Regions from separate parts of the Mus musculus genome. Here all the other regions are linked to region 2. A link is a contact called in public HiChIP or PLAC-seq and promoter capture Hi-C data. All regions are on one chromosome and are shown on one strand. Each heading gives the region's core, a stretch centred on a gene start, on an enhancer-like site or on the middle of the called end of the contact. The rest is flanking DNA. Distances are from core to core; before and after follow the strand shown.

Region 1 (2,700 bases), core at 36-2,535, 100 kb after region 2:
ATTTATTCCCTGAACAGAATTTACTATACCTGCCACATGCCAAGCATGGTGTGGGCACATGAGAAAAGTGGATGACTCTAGTGTCAATTTTGGAACTGTGATTTCCTTTTAAAAAAATAGATATTATAAAAATATGTTTTCAGCCGGGTGTGGTGGCGCACGCCTTTAATCCCAGCACTCGGGAGGCAGAGGCAGGCAGCTTTCTGAGTTCCAGGCCAGCCTGGTCTACAGAGTGAGTTCCAGGACAGCCAGGACTATACAGAGAAACCCTGTCTCCAAAAACAAAAACAAAAAAAAAAAAAACAAAAAACAAAAACAAAAACAAAAATATGTTTTCATGTTAATCCCAGGTGTGGGGCATGGGGCTGTTTCAGATTGTCCATAGCAGTTGACTATAATTTGCCTCATGCTCTGGAGGGGGCATGATTTTGCCAGCTGCAGATGTTTCTGCAAGTGGGTAACGTTTGGAATTCTGGAGACTTTTCAGAGGGTATTTAATGCTAGGCCCCTAGAGGTGGGAGTTACATTGGTAGGTTGTTGTTTGGTTGTTCATTACTGTTGGCCATGCACAAAAAAGAAACAAGAAAAAAGAAATTAGATGTCCTGACTCCAAAGATCACAGCTGTCCCAAGTAACACCCCTAAATAGCAGGAAGTAGTCTAACAACAACATGGCCCCTTTGTGGCCCTGACCTTATTCAGGGGTCTCTTTCCTCTCTACTCTTGTCTCTCTTCTCTAGTGTTAGGGGCTTGAAAGGATAAAAAATGGTAGAATAAAAAAGAACCCACAAAGTAGCCAAGAACATCTGCACAGGACCTTTAATGATGGTGCAGATGTAAAGACAATTCAGGACACATTTTACATTCCTTATCTTCCTTGAGTTCTACGTCCTCAGAATCACAGAACTTCACGGTGTGTCATTTTGTATTACAGAAATCTGTATAAATCCCTTCAGGGCAGGACTTTCCTAATGCTATTTCAGCTGCCACTGAAGATGCCTCCACCGTGACGTATCACACAGCACTGTCTCACTGACCAAACATGGAGCGCCAGACCCACCTACAAAAGCCAGCAAAGCTCCTTACCTTTAAGTTCATCTCTGGCGAAGAAGGCAGCAAGACAATCTTGCAAGGTAACTACTGGACCCCAAAACCAGCTAGGGACACATGAGACAACAAACCTGAAACATCATTGACAGAAGAAAAAGGCAGTGTTCTGCTAGTACAGCAGAAGCAGCAGCATCAACATCAATGAAACCAAGCAGAGAAAGTAAACACGCACCTCTTCACATACTCCATGAAGAAAGCTATCCACCCCTGCGGGGCGTACGCTTCACCACATGACCCTGCTTTGACTATAGTTGGGTGACTGGAGGAGTGCAGCTTAGCCAGGTCCTCCTTGCCAGGAATCGGCAAGGACAGATCCTGAAAGGTCTCGAGGGTTATAGACACCTGCAGGTGTTTGGTTTTAACAGGATGGAAAGAATCCAGTACAGTTATTTACAGGGTTAGATTTCTTCCAAAGATGAAAGCAAATTATTATAATAAGCAAATATAAACAACGAACAGGTTTTAGAATACTACAAATAGAAATGAGCCTCGTTCACTTTGTACCAGGTACTATTTCAAATATAATCTTCCTACAAACCATTAGTACTCCTGCAGCTCAGAGATGTTACAGTGGTAAGCAGCACAACGGATCCAGCTCCTGGCCCCAGAGACTGACATTCACACTCTTTTTGGGGGGTGCTGGCAGGGACTGGACCTTATTATATGCTATATCATCCAAGCTGTTCTCAAGGCATTCTCTCCCCTTAGCCTCCAAAGTAAAGTACATGAAAGTGCAGGCTGTTTAAGAGGGGTGAAGAGAAAACCAAATCTGACATCAACCAGCACTTCACAACAGGGATGCATCATGGGAAATACTCTGTTTCAGCAACCATGGAGTAAACGCCACACTAAGATGATGACAATACCCTCACTAACAGAATCCTACATGACAGACACATGCAGTCCTTAACTGTCCTTAACATTTGACTTAACATTATAATACAATAATTGAAAGTTGATCTCTCTCATTTCTGAGACATTAGTTCTCAAAAAAAATTAAGAAATCCTGAAGGATTGGGTGTTAGTCAAATCCTCATGATAATTTATGTTTTGAGATAAGACCTTATTTATGAATTTGGCATTATTATTGGAGCATCTATCATTTACAAGCTACCTGCAGAGGCAAATAGAAGAAAACACTATCTGCCTTTTGCTTGTGATCACAAGAGTTTCTGGGCATACCTAATTTCATCAGCCTTGGGAGAATAAGCACTGTTAACAATTTCTTGTTGCCAAGCAACTTCTCATCTTTACATGTAACCAAAACAGACAAAGAGCCCATGGTCCTTCACAAAGGATGTGGGTGGCACTTTTACTCTACATGGAAACTTGATGTATAACTGACACACAAGAAATGCATGCGTGGTCCACAATAGCAATAAGCTATTTAATTCTTCCTATCTCCAGGTTTTTAAAAATAACATCTGACAGAAGCGTCCTGTGCTGTGGCACCCCATACTCACCCTATCGCACGTCAGACACTGTACCGAGCTAATGACTGTTCCATCGAATATGTCGGAGATGACACTTCTGTATTTCTTATGCTGCTTTTTCCTCTTTGCAGATGTAGACTGAGCTAGGATTGAGAGAC
Region 2 (2,700 bases), core at 59-2,558:
CCTTTGTCCTGCTCTGCCGTGCCTGCTATCCTTAGCTAGAGTATATTCGTTTATCATTGTCTGCCTTCCTCATTAGACTGTGAATTAGATGGAGAGTTAATTCACAATTCTTTAAGGAAGGGTTCTGGCCATGCCTGCGACTTCTGCGTTCCCCAGGCTCCTGCCAAACACTAGAGAAGGAGGTCTCCTCCCACCCCGCCCACAGGCCCCACCCCTAGGGAAGGAGGTCTCCTCCCACCCCGCCCACAGGCCCCTCCCCTAGAGAAGGAGGTCTCCTCCCACCCCGCCCACAGGCCCCTCCCCTAGAGAAGGAGGTCTCCTCCCACCCCGCCCACAGGCCCCTCCCCTAGAGAAGGAGGTCTCCTCCCACCCCGCCCACAGGCCCCTCCCCTAGGGAAGGAGGTCTCTTTTCCTCACACTCCTCCCAAGGCCCCTCCCCACACTGCACTGTTCTTTCCTTACCTTGCACACTTGTTTAATCAATCTTTTTAAAGGCAAAATCGTGTTGGTAGAAAATAGTTCTCTGGTCTAAAAGTTTTCTCAAGTTAGCACATGTCAAGTTTTGCATAATGTTTACTGGGAGAACGCCGCCAGCAGCGTTTCATTTGCTCCTAACCTGCCACGATGCCTGGTCCATCAGCTGCTACTGTGTGGAACAAGACACGTGGAACATGTCTCATGGGGTGTAAGATGCTGAAGTCTTTCTAGTGAGATAACAGCAGAAAGGACAGACCAGAAAGGAAAACCCTCCCGGTGGAACCCAGTACTGACTGAAAGACCTGAAAGACTGAAAGACTCACTGCAGACATGGGGGGGCGGGGGGAGGCAGGTTAGTCCAAGAGATCTGCTATTAATCTTGCCACATCCTCCCCTCCCAGAAGAATGTCTGAGGAGTCACATTTATTGTGATTTGGGGGTGCCGCTAGGCCCCATACTGACCACTCTCTCTGCTGTAGGGTGTCGTTCTGGAGCTGCTGAAGGAGGCCATGGTGGCCAGCCTGGGCAACACCAAGGGCTTCCTGATTGACGGCTACCCCCGGGAAGTGAAGCAAGGGGAAGAGTTTGGACGAAGGGTGAGCTGATGTTAGCAGTGCCCAATCGGGGCACAAGGACAGCACTCAGCTTAGGGGGTACACGCAAAGCCGCCTCTTACCCAGTAACACTGTCCAGATCTTGGCGTTACCAAAAGCGGAAACGTAAACTCTTTTTTTTTCCGAAGACGAAATACAAAACTAGGGCAGGAATGACCGGTCTAGCGAGGAAGCAGCAGCAGTCGGGCTCGGCCGGGTGTGGGGAGCGGAGCCGCCGGTGCCTCTTTGGTTCTCTCCACCTCTGCCTGTTCCTCTCTGTGTTGCTCATTTCTCTTCCTGCTCCAGGCTTCTCTCCTCTCATTTCAATGACCTCGCAGAAAACTAAGTCTGCCTTGGGGTGGCAGAGTGCCCCACAAAAGACCCACTGCTGCTTCCTTCACTTTAACAAGGACTCTGCTAATAGACCCAGCCTACAGGAGCCAGTAGGGGGCAGGCGGCACACCACCAGAGCCACACAGCCTGAGAGAGAAGGGCAGTGGCCCCTGGGCAGGGAATAGAGTTACATAGGCACAGAAGAGGGGAGAGATGCTGCGAGGACAGGATCCAGAATGCTTGCCACCCTCCATAACACTGTGCCATCCCCGACTTTGTGCCCTCCTTAGTGGCTCAGGGCTACCAGCTGTCACAAGAACCAGTAACTACCCACTACTGCAGCTGCCAGACGGTGACCTGCTTGGGCCAGGCCCTATGGTACATACTGTATACCTTGCCTGCAACTCTCCAAGTCTAGGCAAGTGACCATATTTGTTACACTAAGACTGACACCAAACCTCCAAGAAAGTCAGGTGTGCGTGGCTACTGTTTTATTCTGCAGTATTTTCATCTGAATTCTTTGAGTTGATGTTTTTAAAAAGTGGAGTGACCTTTTCAGTGAATAGAGTAAGAGGAATGCCATTCCTGGGGTTTGGAGGGCCAAGCAAGTGCACGGTTGCACCTCTCTGTGCAGGATACCTAATATAGGCGCTTGCAGAAGTTTGCTGTACCCTCGCCCCAACCACACAGCTTTTGGGGTCACCCAGTTCCATCACCTTCTAGCAAGGCCACAGGGATGAAGGCGATAAAACCTTGGGTTTCATCTACCCTTGAGTTTGCTTCATCAAGCTCCCCTCAGGAGTTCCTCCGTTGCCTAGCCCCCACTTTAACTAGAGCCAAGGGGTCTAGAGAGATGGCTCAGTGGTTAAGAACAATAGCTGCTTTCAAAGAGGACCTGAATTTGGTTCCCAGAACCCACAGGGTGCCTCACAACTTCCAGGAACTCTAGATACCAGGTACCCAACTCCCCCTCTGGACTCTGTGGGCACCAGGCACACGTACATGGTGCTCATCATATAAGCAAACAGGCACACACATACACATGCTACATAAAATTAAAAATATATATATTTCTTAATTAGTCAAAAAAAAAAAAAAAAACGCTTCATGATCCAGTCAGCAAAGATGGACGTGCAAGAAGGTAGATGGGGGGGAGGGGGGAAGCCTTGTGACAGATCTGTGTATAAGTGCAAACAATAGCAGAAACAAGCAGACATGCAAGCAGATGACTGTAACTGGCTTCTGAGTGATGCATACCCCTGCAGAGGATGTCACAGCCACCTTTGCTGAGGACAGA
Region 3 (2,700 bases), core at 170-2,669, 67 kb after region 2:
CTAACTTTATACTTGTTAGGTGATGTGCACATCATTATGACATCTGTCACAAAGTAAAGTGCTGTTCTGGCTTGAGACAGGGCCTCTCTAGGTAACCCAGGTTGTCCTCAAGCTTACTCTTCTTTGCTGGACTCCAGAACCGGAAGGTTACAGGCATGTTCCACCATGGAGCATGCCCAGCTTCGGAAGAAAGCAATCAAGTTTCCTTTCCTTCAAAGGTCGGTTCTCCTGAGATAAGCCTTCAGGCTATCAATGACTTTGTCACCATCATTTTTTTGTATTTCTCAAGTGCCTTCAGGTTCCTGGGGGAGGGTCTATATCTAAACACACTTAGACCTTTAGTGAGAATGTGAAGGGTCTTTCACATTCTTTTAATTTTATCAAAAGGATTTATGGCTGTTTCTACCAACATTCATATGAGCCTAGACTGGTACAACGGCTTCAGATCTCTTCTCCGCAATGGTAAATCCTGTGTATTAGATAATCAGCACTCTTGAGCTCTTGGGGGCTGAGGCAAAGCCTGTTCCAAGGGTCCTATGTAACCTCTGCAACTCACCACTGCCAGTTTACCAGCCAACGCCTCCAACCTCAAACAAACTATCCTCAGCTCTCCAGGCCTTTAATATTTCTCACTCCAATTTATCCTGCATGGGTTATTTCTGTAGTTTTCTCTACATAAAATACCTTACTCTAAGAAATCTCATTCTACTTTTTTCTATTTCATAATACCAAATATTACTGTTTCCTGCCAGTTGAGATGCCTCAACAGAAAAAGATGCTTGCCTGCATCCCACCTACTGGCAGGAGGAAAACTAGTTGTGCTGTGACTTCCACTCACAAACTGTCTCACCCACCACACTCTCACAAAAAATTTTAAATAATTATTATATATATGTATGCTAGATCTCAGTTAATATACATCACAATTACTATGAGAATTCCTAGTTTTCTGCTGAGTCACACTGAGTTAACTTGACATAGTTCAAGATCAGAGAGCATGTAACCTAAGAGTTAACTTTTATGTTGTGGGGCTGGAGACTTCAGTCTGAGTTCAGTCTCTCGGACACCAGGTAAGCAAACCCACAGGCTTGCCCCGCCCCGGCCCCTAGCCTTCAATCACATCCATATCACTTTCTCCAGCAAGCTTTCTAAGGGTTAGTTTCCTCCCTTACTACAAGGCTGCCTTCTCTAAGGTCACGCCATGGTACCTCCTCCTCAGATTCCTCCTAGAAAGCTCTAGGAAAGAAAAATTAGGGTCTCCCTCGAATCACTTGACTACCCCTGTACCAATCAACACGTGAACTGCAGCAGCCTAACACCGTATGATGGGAACTGGGAGATGTCTGTCATCCTAGCATTCCTGGAGCTGAGGGAGGATTTGCTAAGAGTTTGAGGGCAGCCTAGTCTAATGTATAGTGTGAGAGAGACACTGTCTCACAAATGAGTAAACACTGGGGAGGTGGCTCAGTGAGTAAAGGCGCCTGCCATCAAGCCTGATACCCTGAGTTTGATTCTTGGGACATAAATGGTGAAAAGAAAGAACATGTACCATGGCACAGGTGGTATTTGCACACTTGCACATGTGTAGCTGCACATACAATTGAAATGGTTTTTAAAAAGGGAAAACGCGTACCCCGCACTTCCTAAGAACATGAATCATCTCATGCAGTGCACACACTGCCTTCCATATCCTCTCTCAGAGAATTTTCATTTAGTGATAAGAAAGCTCAAGTCCTTTGTGTAATGTCTCAGTGCCAGTTGGTATTAAAGCAGAAACGTGAGCCCAGGAAAGCTTGTCACTGTTATAGACAGGTGGACAGACAACTTAGAAAATGGGCTTAGTGAAATTTAATTGAGCTGCTTAGAAGCCCATTAAATTAATTAAATTCCCACCCAGTATTATGTGCAGCAAACTGGGATAAGAGGTTGACTTCTGGCTAGTTACTGAAACCATGATAACTTCTATTTTCAAAAATTTTGGAATATGGTTGGTGTCTTATTTAGGGTTTTACTGCTGTGAACAGACACCATGACCAAGGCAAGTCTTATTAAAAAAAAAAAAAACAACATTTAATTGGGGCTGGCTTACAGGTTTAGAGGTTCAGCCCATTATCATCAAGGTGGGAGCATGGCAGTATCCAGGCAGGCATGGCGCAGGAGGAGCTGAGAGTTCTATGTCTTCATCCAAAGGCTGCTAGTGGAAGACTAACTTCCAGGCAACTAGGATGAGAGTATTAAGCCCACACCCACAGTGACACAACTACTCCAACTAGGTCACACCTACTCCAACAAGGCCACAACTCCAAATGGTGCCACTTCCTGGTCCAAGAATATATAAACCATCACTCCCTGGTCCCCATAGACTTGTCCAAACACATGAGTCTATGGGGGCCATACTTAAACATAGCATAATGCAAAAATGCATTTAGTCCAACTTTCAAAGTCCTCATAGCCTAAAGCAGACTCAACAATGTTAAAAGTCCAAAATTCAAGGTCTCTTCTGAGTCCAAAATTCAAGGTCTCTTCTGAGATACATCCAATCATTGAACTGTTATCCCCAAAGAAAGACAGGAAACCAGCTGGCAAACTCCAAACTCTGCATCTCCATGGCTGACGTCAAAGTGGTCTTCAGATCTCCACTCCTTTTTCATCTTTGTTGACTGCAACAAAATGCTTTCTCCTGGGCTGGTTCCACTCCCT

What was found. HiChIP or PLAC-seq counts read pairs in DNA pulled down with a chosen protein or histone mark. Capture Hi-C pulls out chosen DNA fragments and counts their contacts.
Region 1: a contact with region 2 is called in a promoter capture Hi-C map of pancreatic islet. The contact joins two enhancer-like sites. A contact is called at or near these places in 2 of 115 datasets of contacts at active chromatin or transcription factors (bone marrow-derived macrophages and embryonic stem cells) and 4 of 9 other capture datasets (adipose tissue, embryonic stem cells, liver and 1 more).
Region 3: a contact with region 2 is called in an H3K4me3 HiChIP or PLAC-seq map of the SCID.adh cell line, with 14 read pairs. The contact joins two enhancer-like sites. A contact is called at or near these places in 16 of 39 promoter capture datasets (the 3T3-L1 cell line, 3T3-L1-derived adipocytes, the C10 cell line and 11 more), 1 of 15 datasets of contacts at CTCF or cohesin (the NIH/3T3 cell line), 38 of 484 Hi-C or Micro-C datasets (the 3T3-L1 cell line, 3T3-L1-derived adipocytes, the C2C12 cell line and 28 more), 5 of 115 datasets of contacts at active chromatin or transcription factors (the HPC-7 cell line, the SCID.adh cell line, embryonic stem cells and 1 more) and 3 of 9 other capture datasets (adipose tissue, embryonic stem cells and pancreatic islet).

Annotation. Positions count from the first base shown.
Region 1 is chr3:152,373,371-152,376,070 of GRCm38.p6, reverse strand. It overlaps Usp33 (ubiquitin specific peptidase 33), which reads right to left. Exons shown (of 24, transcript NM_133247.3): 12 at 2,573-2,685; 13 at 1,282-1,451; 14 at 1,086-1,180. Among named protein-coding and RNA genes, the nearest start is that of Zzz3, 21 kb to the left of the region's middle. Within about 2 kb of position 1,285, at least 2 of the 459 cell types and tissues checked have an H3K27ac peak or open chromatin away from gene starts, as enhancers often do. A contact at or near this core is called in pancreatic islet, where this site is marked.
Region 2 is chr3:152,476,714-152,479,413 of GRCm38.p6, reverse strand. Ak5 (adenylate kinase 5) reads left to right here. Exons shown (of 14, transcript NM_001081277.2): 12 at 957-1,073. Among named protein-coding and RNA genes, the nearest start is that of 3110067G11Rik, 12 kb to the left of the region's middle. Within about 2 kb of position 1,308, at least 298 of the 459 cell types and tissues checked have an H3K27ac peak or open chromatin away from gene starts, as enhancers often do. A contact at or near this core is called in the G1E-ER4 cell line, the SCID.adh cell line and pancreatic islet, where this site is marked.
Region 3 is chr3:152,409,735-152,412,434 of GRCm38.p6, reverse strand. The region is part of intron 1 of Zzz3 (zinc finger, ZZ domain containing 3); the gene reads right to left. Among named protein-coding and RNA genes, the nearest start is that of Zzz3, 15 kb to the right of the region's middle. Within about 2 kb of position 1,419, at least 12 of the 459 cell types and tissues checked have an H3K27ac peak or open chromatin away from gene starts, as enhancers often do. A contact at or near this core is called in the G1E-ER4 cell line and the SCID.adh cell line, where this site is marked.